Linked DNA regions of Mus musculus: regions 1, 2 and 4 are each linked to region 3. The links are chromatin contacts, called in public Hi-C and promoter capture Hi-C maps. All regions are on one chromosome and are shown on one strand. Each heading gives the region's core, a stretch centred on a gene start, on an enhancer-like site or on the middle of the called end of the contact. The rest is flanking DNA. Distances are from core to core; before and after follow the strand shown. Region 1 holds the start of Pet117 (PET117 homolog). Region 2 holds the start of Dzank1 (double zinc ribbon and ankyrin repeat domains 1). Region 3 holds the start of Snrpb2 (U2 small nuclear ribonucleoprotein B). Region 4 holds the start of Snx5 (sorting nexin 5).

The links. Promoter capture Hi-C pulls out the DNA fragments that hold promoters and counts their contacts. Hi-C and Micro-C count contacts between places; a contact is called where the count stands out from the background. Capture Hi-C pulls out chosen DNA fragments and counts their contacts.
Region 1: a Hi-C map of B cells shows a contact between it and region 3, with 9 read pairs. The contact joins the promoter of Pet117 here to the promoter of Snrpb2 in region 3. A contact is called at or near these places in 4 of 39 promoter capture datasets (the C10 cell line, hippocampal neurons, liver and 1 more), 3 of 484 Hi-C or Micro-C datasets (B cells, CD4 T cells and muscle stem cells), 1 of 115 datasets of contacts at active chromatin or transcription factors (large pre-B cells) and 2 of 9 other capture datasets (adipose tissue and liver).
Region 2: a promoter capture Hi-C map of liver shows a contact between it and region 3, with 3 times the contacts expected there. The contact joins the promoter of Dzank1 here to the promoter of Snrpb2 in region 3. A contact is called at or near these places in 2 of 39 promoter capture datasets (liver and pre-B cells), 4 of 484 Hi-C or Micro-C datasets (B cells, CD4 T cells, CD8 T cells and 1 more), 2 of 115 datasets of contacts at active chromatin or transcription factors (astrocytes and large pre-B cells) and 1 of 9 other capture datasets (liver).
Region 4: a promoter capture Hi-C map of pre-B cells shows a contact between it and region 3, with 4 times the contacts expected there. The contact joins the promoter of Snx5 here to the promoter of Snrpb2 in region 3. A contact is called at or near these places in 7 of 39 promoter capture datasets (the 3T3-L1 cell line, 3T3-L1-derived adipocytes, the C10 cell line and 3 more), 1 of 484 Hi-C or Micro-C datasets (B cells), 2 of 115 datasets of contacts at active chromatin or transcription factors (astrocytes and stem cell-derived neural progenitor cells) and 1 of 9 other capture datasets (adipose tissue).

The regions. Positions count from the first base shown.
Region 1 is chr2:144,367,595-144,370,416 of GRCm38.p6, forward strand. Pet117 (PET117 homolog) reads left to right here and starts at 1,389. Exons shown (of 2, transcript NM_001164813.1): 1 at 1,389-1,563. The coding sequence starts at 1,468. It overlaps Kat14 (lysine acetyltransferase 14), which reads left to right and starts at 1,441. Exons shown (of 11, transcript NM_181417.3): 1 at 1,441-1,563.
Region 2 is chr2:144,526,128-144,528,827 of GRCm38.p6, forward strand. It overlaps Dzank1 (double zinc ribbon and ankyrin repeat domains 1), which reads right to left and starts at 1,287. Exons shown (of 21, transcript NM_172859.3): 1 at 1,153-1,287. It overlaps Polr3f (polymerase (RNA) III (DNA directed) polypeptide F), which reads left to right and starts at 1,618. Exons shown (of 9, transcript NM_029763.3): 1 at 1,618-1,798; 2 at 2,576-2,693. The coding sequence starts at 1,737.
Region 3 is chr2:143,061,741-143,064,440 of GRCm38.p6, forward strand. It overlaps Snrpb2 (U2 small nuclear ribonucleoprotein B), which reads left to right and starts at 1,329. Exons shown (of 7, transcript NM_021335.3): 1 at 1,329-1,358.
Region 4 is chr2:144,269,579-144,272,278 of GRCm38.p6, forward strand. It overlaps Snx5 (sorting nexin 5), which reads right to left and starts at 1,324. Exons shown (of 14, transcript NM_001199188.1): 1 at 1,123-1,324; 2 at 799-881. The coding sequence starts at 849. It overlaps Mgme1 (mitochondrial genome maintenance exonuclease 1), which reads left to right and starts at 1,326. Exons shown (of 5, transcript NM_028984.5): 1 at 1,326-1,494; 2 at 2,337-2,700. The coding sequence starts at 2,402.

The DNA of each region.
Region 1 (2,822 bases), core at 139-2,638, 1.3 Mb after region 3:
TTTTCTGGTGTGTATAATAATAAATAAATCTTTGTGCTGGCGCAAGCAGAGGTCCTAAATTCAATTTCCAACAACCACATGAAGGTTCACAACCATCTGTACAGCTACAGTGTATTCATATACATAAAATAAATCTTTAAAAATAAATAAACCTAGATTCTTTAAAAAATAAATTAAAGTCGGGCGTGGTGTCGCATGCCTTTAATCCCAGCACTCAGGAGGCAGAGGCAGGCGGATTTCTGAGTTTGAGGCCAGCCTGGTCTACAAAGTGAGTTCCAGGACAGTCAGGGCTACACAGAGAAGCCCTGTCAAAACAAACAAACAAAGAAACAAACAAAAAACACCAAAAAAATTAATTAAAAAAAAAAAACCAAAGATATAACCAATGCAGTATGCTAACTGTTCATAATAGTATTTTCTTCATGCCGTTTGGGTTCACTTAACAGAGAACGAAAGAGCAAAGCATACTGAGACGAAGTGAATGTTGGGGAAACACTGGGAATACCTAATCAAGGCCTGAATGAGCCTTATCATTGTTGTCTATCGGTTTTCAGCAGCAGCTTTGAATGTGTACTTTCCTGGGTAAGAGTGATTTACTGATATGCCATTCTTCATTGGCATCACAAATACTTAAAAGTTCTGGGAAGCCAAGTCTCTTTTTTAATTTAAGGGGTAAGTGCAAATGACACCATCCTTAGCCTCTTGTGAACTACTCTGACACAAGGATCTTACAAGCATTCCTGAAAGGCTCCAAGGGCATCAACGACATTTTTTTTTTCTTTTGGTTTTTTGAGACAGGGTTTCTCTGTATAGCCCTGGTTGTCCTGGAACTCACTTTGTAGACCAGGCAGGACTCGAACTCAGAAATCCGCCTGCCTCTGCCTCGGGAGTGGTGGGATTAAAGGCGTGAGCCACCACGCCGGGCAACGCCATTTCTTAAGATTACAGGAGCTAAACATGTCCGGATCCTTGCCTGACCCAGTGCATTTCCCAACAGAAGTTTAGTAGGCAACAAGGTGTAGCCGAGGCTGAGGCAGGATTGCGAGTTTGAAGCTAGTTTGAGCTGCACAGCAATACCTTGTCAAAAAACCAACCACCCAGCTTTTAGACTCTAAGAAAATTTAGGGTCTGATCAGTCGCCCCATAGCGACCAGATGTCCTCCGTACATACTCCACTGGCACTCCCAACCCCACCCTCGCGACTCCAAAGCAGCCCAGCACTGCGACTTCCTGGTGAAGGCGGTCCCCAAATAGGAAAGCCAGGGCCCCAGGCAGCCACTCCCAAGAAGCAGCGAAGCGGGCCAGGGGTTACGCTCGGCGCTCGATTGCTAGAGCCTGGCGACGATAGCACTTGCAACGGCTCTGCGCTCGAGAGGTCGAGCCTGGCCCGTTGCGGCTGCGGCGGCGGCGGCGGCTGTGGCGGCGGCGGGGGCGGGCGCGGGAGCGAGTCCGCGGCCGGGAGCGGGAATGTCGAGGAGTTCGAAGGCAGTGCTGGGCCTCTCGGTGCTGCTGACGGCGGCCACGGTGGCCGGCGTGCATCTGAAGCAGCGGCAGGACCGGCAGGTCGGTGTCACGTGACCGCGTCTTCCGGGGCGCCGAGCCCGCAGCTGTCCCTGCGCGCGTGGCGGGCCGGGCGGGCTGCAAGGGCGCGTTCAGGACGCCGACTTCTCTCCCCCAGCCACGAGGCGGGAGACTGGGGCGGAAGCCTCGGGGCAGGGGTGTAGTCCAGAGTTAGAGAGTTGCTAGGGTGAGCTCGAGGCCCTGGGGGCAGCACAGCCCACAAAGCCTTACCCAGGAATTGTTAAATCCGGAGATAAAGCAGCTCACACCCAGCACACCCCCCAGTGCCTTTGGCTAAAGAAACTTGAGATTTTTGCAACTTGCATTAACAAAACATTTTGCTACTGGACTTAGGTTCTGGAAAGGATAAAAGGTAGCGAGCGCCCTTCACGTTTTCTTTTAATGGCTTTCTTTCGGAGAATAACTGGCTTATTAATCAGCGACTAACCGACTCTTCCTCATTCCAGTTTGCAACGCTGGCTAGTGCGCTGAGCACACTGAGAACACATAGTTAATTATAACCTCTCGAGATTGTTCTTTTTATAATGGTGCCACACTGTGCTGGCCAGTACTTGGTATTTGCCCTTTCAAGCAATACCTTTACAGTTATTTGGTTTGAATCGGATTTGCCATGGGCAGAAGTTACTGAAAGCCTCAAGAGTCACCAGACCATCGACCTTTGTATTCACAAACTAGGAATTGCAATGAAACTAGGCTTGCAAATTCAGAACCATTTTGAGGAGCAGGGTCGATGTGCAGTGATGGAGAAGCACACAAGGAATTAAAGATTTGGGATTAAAATATGGTTCCCCAGGGATATCTTCTGGAGTAGAAGCAAGAAACTTCCTTCTTGGGAGGAAAAGGAAAAGATGGTGGTTCTAATTAAACTTGGAAGACAGGGTGTCTGTGTCCTCCTGATGTGTTTTGGAGACAGCGTTTGCTATCAGTTTTGTTTCAAACTCTGTTCCCCTGAGAAGTTTTTACAGTATGAGCAGACCAATTAAATCAGATCTCTGGAGCATGGAGACTCAGCTGTGTTCCAAAAGGCACGCCAAAGGCTTTAATGAAACGGTTGAGAATCACAGTTAGAGAATGGAAGTGTGCAAAGATCTAGTTATTTCTTGGAAGTTAGTGACCAAGACATACTGACCAAAATAAGCTGTCCAGTAGCTATTCATTAGCGACTTACTGTAACATCGAGGAAGGTAGATGTCTTGAAAACTTCAAGGTGGCAGTAAAGGAAATAATGGCTTGTTTTCTGT
Region 2 (2,700 bases), core at 37-2,536, 1.5 Mb after region 3:
GGGGAGCAGGTAACTCTGCACGTAGCATGAATTACTTAGAGCCAAATCTTAAAAGAGGTTCTAACCCCCCACAGTCTCACCTTTGCAAACCACTGCAGTGTATTGTATTTTGGAAAATATACTGCAAAGACTGCAGAGCATCAGCTCTCAATAGAAAGGAAGTTGACATGGATATAAACCCACAACCATCATTTCCTATTAGCTCTGCTATTTTGTAAATAACTAGCAGGGCAGAAACCTTATGGGTCTTTTCTTTGAGGTGGGGAGGAGTCCTCTTAATCCAGTATTTGCAACTTGCACTGTAGCTTCAACGATTGTGGCTACATTATTATTCAATTATAATGTACATATTCATCTCACTTTTATAATCAACATTTTGCATCCTCATTTCGCCCCCCGCTCCCCCGAGACAGGGTTTCTCCGTGTAACAGCCCTAGCTGTTATGGAGCTCTACCTGTAGACCAAGCTGGCCTCCAACTCACAGAGATCCACCTGCTTCTGACTCCCAAGTGCTGGGATTAAAGGAATGAGACACCATGCCTGGCTTACAATTTTTCATGTAACAATTTGTTGTTCAGTGGTGAGGTCATTTTTTTTTAAATGGTAGTTGGAATTCTGATCATGTTGCTGTGAACATGTTTGCGTTTTGACATATCTTGTTCTGGAAAGCGAGATAATTAGAATTAAAAGACGAATTTAATGCCTTTTTGGATTCTTCCAGATTGAGGACCAAGAATAAAAACTACAGGTATCTGACCCTTCAGAAATGACGCTGGATGTAGAGGGATTCGCCTACCTTCACATTTCCCTTCGAGTGAGAGTCAGCTAAAATAAAGATAGCTGAAAACTAGATTCTAAATAAACACCGTTGGTTCGAGACTGAAGTGCTCACGGTTAGCTATTAGCTGCTCTTGGAAACCTGGGGTGGTCACTGGACCTCACAGGAAGGAGACAGAGATGGCTGATTCGCTAGGTCCACACCGCAGCCTGGTGTCAGTGTCATGCCACCAGCATCTCCCAACATCCTGCACCTGAACCATCTCCTCGCTGCCCAAACCAGGACCCAGACCCTGCGTCATGCCCTCGGCCTCGCGAGGCAGTCAGAGATGCCTAATTCCCTCCCAACCCAGTGAGAGATGCCCTTCTCCTCACCCTTCTCCAGCCTCAAGGACAGAGATTAAGGACCCCCGACGCAGCACCGCCGCCGCCAACCCGTTGTCAGGTTTCTCACGGTCTCACCACAGCTCCTCCGCTGCAGCTTGCGTTTCCACAGACGCTGCGAACCGCGCCCCGCCCATCGGGAGCCGAGCAGATGATTGGCAGGGAAATCGACATCCTAGCAACCAGCCCCGCCCTTGTCTCTGGCTGCAGCCTCCGTCTGGTACCCGCCTCCAGATCCTTCTGCGACACTTTCTTGTAGGTGTCCAAGAATATGCCTTCTCGGCGGCTGGAAGAGGCTGAAGGGTGCGTACTGGAGCCAGAGGCTCTTGTCCGACAAGCACTGAAATTTGAGACAACGGAAGGGAGTCGCTGTGGCGACCCTGCCGAGCAAGGCGGAGCAGGCACAGCACGGGCGCCCCAAGCCGATCCGATGAAGAAGGCCCAGCGCGACCGGATGAAGAAGGTCCCTCGCCTCTCTCTCAAGCCTCGGTCCCCGGCGCGCGCCTCCACCGGTTCCCGAGACTTCCAGCGCGCTCCGAGGGGCCACTTTTCCTCTAGTCTCGAAAACTGCCCTCATGGCGGAGGTGAAGGTCAAGGTGCAGCCGCCGGACGCGGATCCGGTGGAGATAGAAAACAGGTACTGCAATAAAGCTAGGCTCCCGACGCTAAGCGAGCAGTCAGCTGGGTAGCGGGACCCCCTTCTCTCTCAGTCCCGCGGGGAGAGGCTGGGGTAGACTGGTCGAGCACGCGGGAGCGGGGTTGCCGGGTGTCTGGGCGACCCCCCCGCCCCGATTAGGGAGAGTAGAACTCTTCAGAAGCTCTAGAGCAGCGGGACAGCTTGAAACGTTGTGGAACTGGGTTCTCCGGGATTCTATTAGAGCACTTGGAACGTGACAGCAGCCAGGGCCAGAAGAGAGACCTGCATTTTCCCTGTAGTTCTTGGACATGTGTTCGAATCCAGGATTGCCCGGTTGCCAAGGGAAGTTCTATAAGAGAACGTTGGGGCCAAATGAGGGTTCAGTTTGTGATTACAAAGGACCATTGAGCCAAGTAGGTTCAGTGAGTGCCTTAACTCCCGTAGTGCACATGTGTTTCTAGGTTATAATGTATTTAAAAGACGACTTTCTCAACATTATTATTGTGGATAATAAGTTTATTACACCTCCAAACAAATTAATCCCTCCAGTTTGTTTGGAGGGGATAATTCTCAAGACTCCAGTTATGGTGAATCACTATGCTGCCCCCCACCCCCACCCCCGAATATTCTATTTGCTTTCTGCCCACAGACCTTGGAGTCACTTTGCTGTACTTATTCCCATTGACAACATTGAGCTTTTTAGCTTGACTATCGTGTATCTTCCTTATTTGCCTTTAAAAGCAAGCAAACATAAACCATTTATACCGTTGTTCCTAGAATTATAGAATTATGCCACCAGTTCCCTCATGGAATCACAGATCAAGTAATTCAGAACGAAATGCCTCACATTGAAGCCCAGCAGCGGGCAGTGGCCATCAATAGACTGTTATCCATGGTAAGGT
Region 3 (2,700 bases), core at 79-2,578:
AAAAATGTGTTCATTCTTTATAAGTGAACCTGGAAAAGAGCATAGAAGCCACTGACACTGAGTTGTCATCGGACAATTTCTTCTTTGCTGTGCAAAAGGTATAGTAGCTGAGACTCAAGCTTTGATAGAATAGGTATGGCATTTCTTTAAATCTCTTTATTTTTTTCCCAAGTGGAGTGTCCTTGCATGTTTATCAATTTGCTTTTTGAAAATAGCTACGAACTCTCTCTCGGCCAGATGAATGTATATAACACAGGCAGGTTATAGCTTATTCCAATGCTCTCATTACCACCAAGCACAGTTAATCAACTGCTCAGACCTTCTGTTGCTTAGAAAGTGTTTCGTATTTACTTGATGCCCTTTTGCTAAGAACATACTCGATATTGTTTTTATAAAAGCCAAACTGGTTTCCATATCTATGTAATTAAAGAACACTTTTTCTGTGGTTGTTTAACATTATTTCCTACATTTACAGGATTTTCACTGGATATCACACTTGTTTTATTATGACCTAATTTTCACGGAACTTCATTCAATCGTCTGAATCATATTTATCGAGTATAAGCCATTCTCCTAATCACTTCAGTGAAAAAAGCATATAAAATTACTACTCTCAAAACACTATTTCCATCCTGCAACTTCATGTGACTTTCAAAAATTAGAAACCTCAGGCTGGTAAAATCAACCAATTTGGTCCTTACCCCAATTTTTAGCCTAGAAAAATCCAAGCATTTTGTGAGGAAAGGAGAGGGTGGGGGAGTGGGCGGGAGTTAACTGTGTCTAAGTGAGTTTAGGCTCTTTAGTTTGCTCGCTCCTGAAGCCTGGTGAGAGTACCATCAACGACTAAAATTCTCTTTGTTCAGGGGTCGAAGACTGGGCTGCATCTAAGACGTAATCTATAGAGTGCTGGCTGGTGTGTTCTTTCAGACTCCTGGAGATTGACAACTAGAGATTGACAATGGTGTTAAGTCAAGTTGACCAGGACCCATAGAAAGGCTTGACTAACTTGTGGCTGGAGACAGGCTCCTGTAAAATTGTATCACATCCTATAGTTGGGAAGCTTCAAAGTCGCAGTAAGGGAAACGACCCCCTACCCTTCCCTCCTCTGCCTCCACAGCTTGGCCCCCGGGTCCTAATTTGATCCCTTCCAGTTCTCCCCCTTTCCACAAACTTCCTAGCCCACAGGAATGCGCGTGCGCAGAAAGATTCCGCCTTGGCCGGCCGGGGCGAGGAGGGCTCGATTGAATCGGTGCTCGACTCTTCGACTTCTCTGAGTTCGATTGAGGAGTTTGGCCGCCCTCTTCCGGCGCGGGGAAGCTCTTCCGGTATTAGTTTCAAGCGGACCGCGCCGGCTTCAGGTGAGTCTCTCGGGTTCTTTTTCGCTGTGGCTGGTCTCAGGGTTTGGCGGGATCCGCCCCGTCCGCGGTAACTGAGCCGGCGAGGGCGAAGGTGTCGTCGGTTGCGTGGTCCTCGGTCCGCGGACGTATAGGAGGAAGGGACGGCGACCCCAGGGCTGGCGGAATGAGGCCCGGCGTCACAGCCTGTTCTCTGCAGGATGGTTGGGTTTTTAATGTCAGAGGACCCTGGTGTTGGGTGGATTGGCCGGTGTGTAAAGAGGCTCAAGCGGACACATAGGAATTAGCCCAGGGGGAGAGAATGGCCCGTGACTTGCTTGGAGGAGCAGGGTGTGCAGTTCACTGTGCACTCTCGGCCTCTTCTCCCCGGCAGCCTTTGGGTTTCTGGTGCCCTTGCACTATTTCAGCCCAAAGGAGCTAATGCCAGAGCCTGTGCTCTTGTCCCTCTCTTGAGTCCCAGCCCTTCTCCAGGTTCCCATGTAGAGAGGCAAGCCTGTGAGAAACGTTACCTATTATCCGTTGCCTACATAGTACAGGCCCTTCCTATAAGTTGTTCAGAGCAGCTTGTTGTGTGACGTTAAGACACTTGTGTCCTTTAACGAGTGATAGCTATCGATAATAAATAGTAACTGTAGATGCTAACTGGTGCAGACTGATACATATCTGTCTCATAATTTTATAGGCTCCATTTTATAGGTGCTGTTAGTAGCCATAATTTGTAGCTGGGGACTTGAGACATTAAGGAACTTGCCCCCCATCGAAGTAGGTTGTAAAATCGTAAACAGAACTTAAATCCGTATCTTATTGATACAAGAATCTGAGCTCTGAACTGTCAACCTTGACCACTCTTGAGACTCACATAGTGGGAAAGAGACAGAAGTGAAAGCCCCTGAGAGGTCGTTCTCTGACCTCAACATACACGATGGCACAGGTAAACAAACACACACACACACACTAATCGTTTAAATCAATACATTCATGAGTGCATCTATGAACTGTCTTAATTTGTATTGTTCTATTACAATGACTTTTTAAAACTAGGTGCGTGTTTACTGATCTTTCACAAAATGTTCAAATCATTTTACTGAAAAACCATTTTCTGGTGAATATGATCAAAACACATGACATTCTCAAAGAATTAATAAATATACTTTCGAAAGTTATGTCATTATGTAGATGAAAGGACAGTATCATTTAAGTGGGGATAAAAGAAGTATATAACCTTGAATAATATGTTTTTAAATCTGCCTATGTATTGACAGATTCTACCAATTTGTAGAACCTTGGTATTGTCCTTCCAAGGTTTGATCTTGAGAGCTGTTTTCCATTTGACTAAAAGAGATGG
Region 4 (2,700 bases), core at 74-2,573, 1.2 Mb after region 3:
GATATACAGAGAAACTGTCTCGAAAAACAAAAACAAAAACAAAAAAAAAAATGTTTGCCCATTCAAAGGTACTTAAAATGAAATCTTAATTCAGCTCTTATTAAAATCTAAGAGCTCCCATATTACTGACGATTTTGTCCACAAAACTGACTCATAACCTACCTGTGCGGTGGAAAATTCAAGTTTAAAGAGCCAATAAAAGTAGAATCCTTTATTGCCCGTATAGCAATCCCTGTTTATTGCATTAGTCCTCAAGATATTTGCAGCCCGAGGGTTATATCAACACACAGGATTTACTAAAAATTACAACTCCCACGAGGACACATTTAGCGTTCCCAAGTTGCAAAAACCATGCTACATACAGATACTCGTTAGAAATCTCCCCACTATTTTAAACGAAAAGGCCATTTTCTTAAAAGGAGATAGGAATAGCAAACGAAACTTTGATCCACTTTCCAATTACCATGTAGTCGATTTAAGTTTTAGGAGCAAAAGAAAAAAGAAAAAAAAAAAAACCACGCTCCTAAGGGCTTCAGAGGATTAGCCTCAGTCGAATGACTGGCAGAGCGTCGGTCAGCTTCCCACCGAGAGCTCAAGAAGTGGGGTCCCACTTGTCTGGGTCTCCTTGGTCAGAGAATGAGCGTGCAGAGACACCCCGTTGGAAAGCCATCTCTAAAGGGGTGGTTGAGGGAAAACCTCGGGATCTTGCTGGGGTCCGAGCCCCAGAGAAGATCCACCCAGCCCAAGGAGGCCGGCGGGAACCTCCAGCCCAGGTAGCGAGCGAGGAAGGGATCTCACCTTGCTGCGGTCCTCCTCCTGCTGCTCCAGCAACTCGGGAACCGCGGCCATGGCGACGCGGGCCTCGAGCAGGGGCCGTGTGGCTGTGCGAGGAAAGAAGAGGCTGGGCCGCCGCCGGGGCGCCTTTCAGGGGCGGCCGCGGCCCCGCCTCCGCCGGCCTCCTTGCCGGACGGCGGCTGGAGGCCGCGGGACTCCGCCACCATCCCAGCAGCCCCGGGCGCAGGCCAGCGAGCGGCACGCCACGTGCTCCCCCAGTGCGGCCTCCCCCGTCCCCGCGGCCGTCCATCTTGGAGCCGGGCAATAGAAGCTACGCGGGGAGCCTACCCTCGCTCCGCGCCACGCGGACACCAGCACCGGAGGGCCGCGACGGGAACGCGGGCTCCGAACCCTCCGCCGGCGAGGCACGCCTCGAGAAAGGACGCGCACCGCGGCCCGGGCAATTTATGGCTCAGCCAGAGTCCAAGATGGCGAGCGGCGGTGACGTGCGCGAGATCTCGTGAGCGCGACAACGCGCGGCTTGACGGCGCCCGCGCTTCTGCTTCGGGGGCGTGGAGGGGATGGCGCCTCACAGGTGCGACGGGAACGCCGTAGTGCATGCTGGGGCCGCCTCGCTTTGGGAAAGCGCGGGACCGATGAAAGTACGGGTCCCGAGAGGGTTGTTTGCGGGCTGGGTGTTACAGCGTGGTGGCATCTCAGGTACAGCTAGAACCCTGCCGCTGACCGACCTTCTATTTAAATACTCTCTTCCCTATCCAAACTCGGGCACGAAGGGCCACGCTTGTCCTGTCGCAGCCATGGGAGACACCTGCAGAGATCATTTTCTGGAATTAACGTTGGATGGGCTGTGCAGACCCACTTGCGACATGTCCCGAGTCTGGACCACGAGGTCACAGTAGCACCCACTTTTTAAAGGGCGGCGTGAGGAATAGATGAGCGATGCCCATACAGAATATTTAGTAAGAGTTTGGTATGTAGATGTAGGTGTTTAACTGTTAATTAAGACTTGTGAATTTGTTGGGGGGGGGCAGATTGTAGTTGTTTTGTTTCTAGAGACAAAGCCAAGCTAACCCAAAATCTCAATTTCATACTGCCTCAGCCACCCAAGTAACTTAAGTTTCCTGGTCTATGCCTCCAGGCCTTGTCACATTCAGATTTAAGGTGTCATATCCGAAACGGCCAACACATTAACATTGAACAAAAGCCACTTACAATTTTCATGAATCTTACTTGGGAATGATTTTCTCTTTTTTTTTGGAAACGTCAAAAGTTTAGTGTATGCACTTTTAATGTTCTTGTGGGTTTTTTTGTTTTTGTTTTTTGGTTTTTTGAGTCAGGGTTTCTCTGTGTAGCCCTGGCTGTCCTGGAACTCACTTTGTAGACCAGGCTGGCCTCTAACTCAGAAATCCACCTGCCTCTGCCTCCCAAGTGCTGGGATCAAAGGCGTGCGCCACCACACCCGGCTCTTGTGTGATTTTCAATTTGATGGTTTTAATATAGAAAATGTCTTAAACCTAACACCACTTTTTTTTTTTTTTCAGATACGAACAGAACACACTTTTAAACTTTCCAGACTAGAGAAAAGTTAGAGGGGCGAAGTCTAAAAATGAAACTGCCTCTGACCTTCTGCAGGCTGCTTAGCAGGTTAAACAGATTTTCTGTAAAAGCAAGCCCTCCTGTGAGTTTCTCCACTTTCTCTTATTTGTGTAGCCAGAAGAAGAAAAACTCTTACGAAGCAGTAGACCAAGCGAAGTACTCTCGTTTAGTACGCTCTGTCTTGTCCAGAGGCCCGGCCCAGACTCCAGAGTCGTTGTTCAAGGAAGATGATGTACTGTATGGACCAGTGAGTAAGCATAAGGCTGCAGAGCCGGAGCCACAGGCCAGAGTCCCACAACACTGCTTTCC